2 separate regions of the Mus musculus genome follow, and region 1 is linked to region 2. Evidence: chromatin contacts called from public promoter capture Hi-C data. All regions are on one chromosome and are shown on one strand. Each heading gives the region's core, a stretch centred on a gene start, on an enhancer-like site or on the middle of the called end of the contact. The rest is flanking DNA. Distances are from core to core; before and after follow the strand shown.

Region 1 (2,700 bases), core at 60-2,559, 190 kb before region 2:
CTTGAGTTCTGGGATTAAAGGTGTGCGCCACCACTCAGCTTCCAATTACCATTTCTTAATAAAGATTTCTCAAAATACCCAAAGGTTTGTTTCAGATTCTACACTACAAGTTTATGCTTTTCTACCAATGTATTTCCTCATACTACATTTGTTTATGGGACTATTTGAAAATGATTGTAATTTCTTGGAAAGGGCTAACAGTCTTTCAGCACTTTAACGTTTACTACATACCAAGCACCCTGGGTCTCAGAGTCTGTATTCGGACATAACTGTCAAGGGCAGAGGCATTACAGTGTAACTACCTGAGTGTGAATTTAGATTCCCAATATTTACTAGTTGTGCTATCTTGAAGAAGCTATCTACCCCATTTATGCCTGCTTCCTCTTGTCAAAACACAAGTACAGGGGGCTGGTGAGCCTTAGAAATTGAGTGCCTATTAGTTTTCTAGAGGTTCTGAGTTTGGTTCCCAGGGTCCACATCTGGTGGCTCACAGCTGCCAGTAACTCCAGCTTTAGAGGGTCCAACACTTCTGGCTTCTGCGGAGATCCACACATAGGTGGCACACATTGATAAAATTAAAGCTTTTTGTTAAAGACAGGGCATTAACAGTCATGACCTCAGAGCTCTGTACAACATTAAACGGTTCATCACAAAATGCTTGCAGCACTGCCTGGCTGAGGCGTTCTCCTAAAGGTCTGCCTCCCCCAAAGCCAAACAAACAGGCCAGATTTCGGCCTATAGAAAGAGGAAAGACACGCATACGCAAATCGTCTTAGGAAAGATTTGGAATCTCCTGGCAGCCAGCCTTTTCACCAGGAAAACAGCATCCGGTTCCAAGGCTGGAGGGAAAGGATTTTCCTTTGCCGTGTGATCTCACACAGCCTTCAGTCGGAGTGGGATCTCTGAACAGACAGACAGACAGACAGACAGATAAAGAGGCTCTTCGCTGCTCAGTCTTTACAGACGGGTGGCTGCCCGGCTTTACAGATGACACAAATTGAAGCGCACACATTAGCGCTCAGGCTCTAGACAGGAGCTGGAGCCTCGGCAGGGTCTCAACCCCCTCTACACCGCCGAAGGCAGCGAATAGAGGACAGGGTGCGGTGGCGCCCACCTCCACGCCCGCCAGCCAGCGTCCCCTCGCCCTTCCGCCCCGCGCCGGCTGGATTTTCCGGGACCACTGCTACTCTGTAAGTCTCACGCAGTGGTGCTCCCTCCTCCCGGCCCGCGTACCTGAGGTGGCCGACGCCATCTCCCGTCGCTGCGGACACGTCTTAGCCCTTAAGCTCATAGCCTTCCCTTCTTCGGCCCGCTTCTCTCTTTTGAATTACCGGGGCCCCGCCTCCCTCTCAGATTCGACCAATCGCAGCTACGTGCCGCCGGAAGTTTCGGTTCTAATTTACCGTAATTCCGCCGTCTCGGGCTCACTTCCGGTCTCGAAAGCAAAATATTCCCAGGGATAGGGCCCTGGAGTCTGTCACTAAATGGTCAGTAACTGAGGTCCCTGCACTTTCAGGCTTTTGAATTGCCAGGTTGGAATTGGCTAAATGCAGACTTTCGCCCGACTTTTCCTTCTCAGCTTTTCTTCTGAAAGCACTTGATTGATTCTATATTCAAAGTTCCCAGCTCTGAATACAATTTTTGCCTTTTGGAGCGGACAGAATCTCTTTGTAGCCCTGGCTGTCCTGGTGTGAGAAGGCAAAAAGTTCCTCTTTGAACTTGACTCCCCCACCACCACCCCTTTTTTTTTTCTTACTGTGGGAAAGTTCCCAGCCCTGTTTTAGAATCTTGGGACAAAATGCCCCCAGCTAATTGCATGCGTTTGGCTTCTGTTAAACTGCTTGCTTTCCTTTGCCCTGCAACTGCCAAACAGGATGTAGTTTTTGTGTGCTCTTTACCTTTAAAAGCTTCTGTAAAATGCAGTTGAGACTGCTTTGTGAGGAGTTTCTTTCCAGGAATTTTCTAGCGACTTAATACAGATTGTCAAACCAGACTTTGGTGGTCTTTGGGTCTCTAACTAGCAACATTGTAACTCACTATGTAGACCAGGCTGGGTTTAAACTAACAAAGACCTGCGCTCTTCTGCCCTGGAAGCTGCAACACTTTGCCATCTAACCATGAAGGACCACAGTGAGACAGATTATCTTTAGGTAGCCCTGGCTGTCCCAGAATGGTGTAGACTAAACTGGACTCAAACTCACAGAGACCTGTCTGTCTTTGCCTTCCTGGTGCTGGGACTAAAGACAGGAATCAAAGTTGTGTGTCACTACACCCAGCTAAATTCAAAGATATTGACTAGCACAATTTACAGGTCTAGAATGAGACGGCATTTCACACAATCAAGAACTGATTGGTCACAGTCTAGTGACTTAAGGTTAACTTCATTACCATGGAAATGGAAACTGGACTGTTTGACATTTTGGTTATTACTTCTAAATTCTTTTTTTTTTTTTTTCCTTTCTTTTTCTTCTTCGAGACAGGATTTCCTCTGTATAGCCCTGGCTGTCCTGAAACTCACTCTGTAGACCAGGCTGACCTTGAACTCAGAAATCTGCCTGCTTCTGCTTCCAAAATGCTGGGATTAAAGGTGTGCACCACCACTGCCCGTCTTACTTCTGAATTCTTAAAAGCAAACTTTCAGTTTGATATGTAAAAACTTTGCACCACTCTGAATGTTTTGTTGTTGCTGTTATTTATTTA
Region 2 (2,700 bases), core at 185-2,684:
CCTCAACTACAAATAGTACCATACAGAATGTTCCAGAAAACAGCAACCACGTCCTTGTTCCAAAAAGTTACAGCCATCTTGCAAGCCTACATTTGTCTCAAAAGATCACTGTAACCACCTGTTGTTATGAACGCCTTGTAACTGTTCTGCTCTGTAACTCCACCTATTTGCCTGCCAAATCCCCAGTTTGGACCCCCCCAACCCCCTCGAGCTATAAAACCCTTATTTTTCCCTAGTTCAATACTGACCTTTGAATCCATCTTAGGGGCAGGCATCTCGTGTAGAAGAGTAACAAAGCTTGCTTTAATTGGGCATGATAATTTGGGTCAGTGGTCTTTCTCCTCCCTGCTTTGGGATTAACAGGACCAACCAATTTTTTTTTTTAAGTTAGTTAGAATTTTTAAAATTTGGGGGGCACATTGCACCAGTGCATGTGGAGGTCACAGGACAACGTGCACTCTCCTTTCCACCACACAGGTTCCCTGGAGAGAACTCAGGTTGTCAAGCTTGCGGACAATCCCCTTTTCCCACTGAGGCATGCCACTGGCCCAGTTCTCCACGCCTTGTATGATTTTTTTTAAAAAAACTGACCGCACTCTAGCCGGGCGTGGTGGCGCACGCCTTTAATCCCAGCACTCGGGAGGCAGAGGCAGGTGGATTTCTGAGTTTGAGGCCAGCCTGGTCTACAAAGTGAGTTCCAGGACAGCCAGGGCTATACAGAGAAACCCGGTCTCGAAAAAACAAAACAAAAAACCCCACAAAAACTGACCGCACTCAAGGGACAGACGATGCATGGTTTAACTTTATCTCTAACTTCTGCTTTATTGACAAATCTAATATAATACAAATAACATTATGTACTGCTAAAACATAACGAATTAATAAAAACCCCGTTAGCACTCGCTTTAGTGGCAGGACGGAAGCCTCTGGGTACTCACCTCTATAAAGGAAAACCTGCCTACAACATAAGATGCCGGGGTTATGCTTCTAGGGCCTGGATCCTTTGGAACGTGACTCCAGCAAGATGGAGGCAGGGTTTATTCTTCAGTCCCTCCCTGGGCTTGGCCTTTGCAAAGCCTTTCTTTGTTTTTCTACCTTTGTCTCCGCCTGTCGTCCTTTGTTCTGTCTCCCGCCCGTTTCTCTCCAGGCTCTCCGCCTCTTAGGGCCCCTGATTCCATTAGGGTGACTTGACGGTTCTTATCTGTTTCTACATCTCTTTGTCTCTGGTACCCAGTCTCTAGGTCCTGTCCCCGAGCATCGTCTCTCGCCGACAGTGCCCCGACTCGTGACTCTCAGGCTAGAACTTGGCAGGCTCCAGCTCGACCTGCCTGCCCCGGCCCAGCCCCCACTCCGAGCTGGGCTTTGTTTCCCCCGCCTCGGCGCCCCGCCCCGCCCGCCGGCTCTCTGTTTCCCTTTGTCTGCCACTCCATTCCTGGGCTCCTTCCTGGTTGTCCCGCGCGGGCAGTCCGGCTCCGCCGTGCCAGCTGTCCATCCGAGGAGGCACGCCGCTAGCGCCGCAGGGCACGGCTAGAACTGGTCCACGCCGCCGCCGCCGCCGCCGAGCCCGCGGCTCCTCCGGGTCCTAGAGCAGCTCGCCGAGGCCCGTGCTTCCGCTTCCCGTCCCGCCCAGCGGCGCCCGGGACGTGGGCCGAGCCCCCTCCTGGCGTGGCGTGGAGCCCGTACCCGTGCGGCTGGCTGCTGGGTTCCTGTTGTACCGAGGGGAACGGGGCGGCAGGTGCCCTCGGACTCACCGGGGCCGCGTCCCGGTCGTGGGCCGACGGTGCAGCGCGCTGCACAGCCCTGGGGCGCCGAGCTTCGCGGTACAGAGGACTTGAAAGCGGCTGAGAGCCATCGGTACAGGTGAGGGCGGCGGTCCGCATCGCACAGGAAGGTAATGGATGCTTGGGGACCCAGGGCCCAGGAAAGTCGGACGTGGGCGAAGGGGCAGCAAAATCCGAAGGGAAGAAGCCAACACCTACTGTGTGCCAGGCCGTGAGGGGCATCCTCCCTAACGCTCTCCCCTCCCCCTTCACTCAGCCCTACTGCAGGCCTCCAGGCTCAATTGTAATCTCTGGTGCTCTTTCTCTGCATGCGTTCTGCTGTAAATCCAGCTCTAATACTGGCTGCCTTCTCAAAACCTTCCCTGGCTTTCTTATTTTTATTAATTTAAAAGCTCTAGTGTTAAGTACAGACCTTGCGTGCTCAGAGTAGTCTCAGTATCCTTTTCCAAATAACCGCGTTCCTTTCCGTTGTTTTTGCTGCAGAGTAATGCCGGTCCTTGACTTATCTCTTGCCTCTTGTGGCAGCAGGTTTATTCCGAACCCGCAGTTACAATCATTGCTACTTTGTTTTTTCTCTCCTACACCCCATATCTGTTTATCTGTAGGGAAGTAAGTTTATACAAGATCGTAGAAGTTACCAGGATAGAGCCAATGGAGTGGAGAATTCAGATCCAGTCTGGGCAGTACAGTAAGACAGTCTCAAAAACTGGAGGAAAAAAAAGAAAAAAAAAAAACCCACAGAAATTCGATCAAAAGACCATATACTAGGTTTTCTAAATTGAAATACTGTAATATAACACAGGCTTGAGTAGATAGTTAGAAACTCGGCCCAGGGTAGGGTTTCCTCCAAGTAGGAAACACTTCTCTCAAACCCGATGGCATTCAGTGCTGGGATGATTTATGGGACCGCAGAGAGGGG

What was found. Promoter capture Hi-C pulls out the DNA fragments that hold promoters and counts their contacts.
Region 1: a contact with region 2 is called in a promoter capture Hi-C map of macrophages, with 5 read pairs. The contact joins the promoter of Kif22 here to the promoter of Zfp553 in region 2. A contact is called at or near these places in 5 of 39 promoter capture datasets (cranial neural crest, liver, macrophages and 2 more), 2 of 484 Hi-C or Micro-C datasets (CD8 T cells and bone marrow-derived macrophages), 4 of 115 datasets of contacts at active chromatin or transcription factors (bone marrow-derived macrophages, embryonic stem cells, fetal liver and 1 more) and 4 of 9 other capture datasets (adipose tissue, liver, macrophages and 1 more).

What each region holds. Positions count from the first base shown.
Region 1 is chr7:127,041,111-127,043,810 of GRCm38.p6, forward strand. It overlaps Kif22 (kinesin family member 22), which reads right to left and starts at 1,310. Exons shown (of 14, transcript NM_145588.1): 1 at 1,234-1,310. The coding sequence starts at 1,291.
Region 2 is chr7:127,231,627-127,234,326 of GRCm38.p6, forward strand. Zfp553 (zinc finger protein 553) reads left to right here and starts at 1,435. Exons shown (of 2, transcript NM_146201.2): 1 at 1,435-1,860. It overlaps Gm4532 (predicted gene 4532), which reads right to left and starts at 1,504. Exons shown (of 1, transcript NR_030674.1): 1 at 792-1,504. It also overlaps a transcript of Septin1 not described here.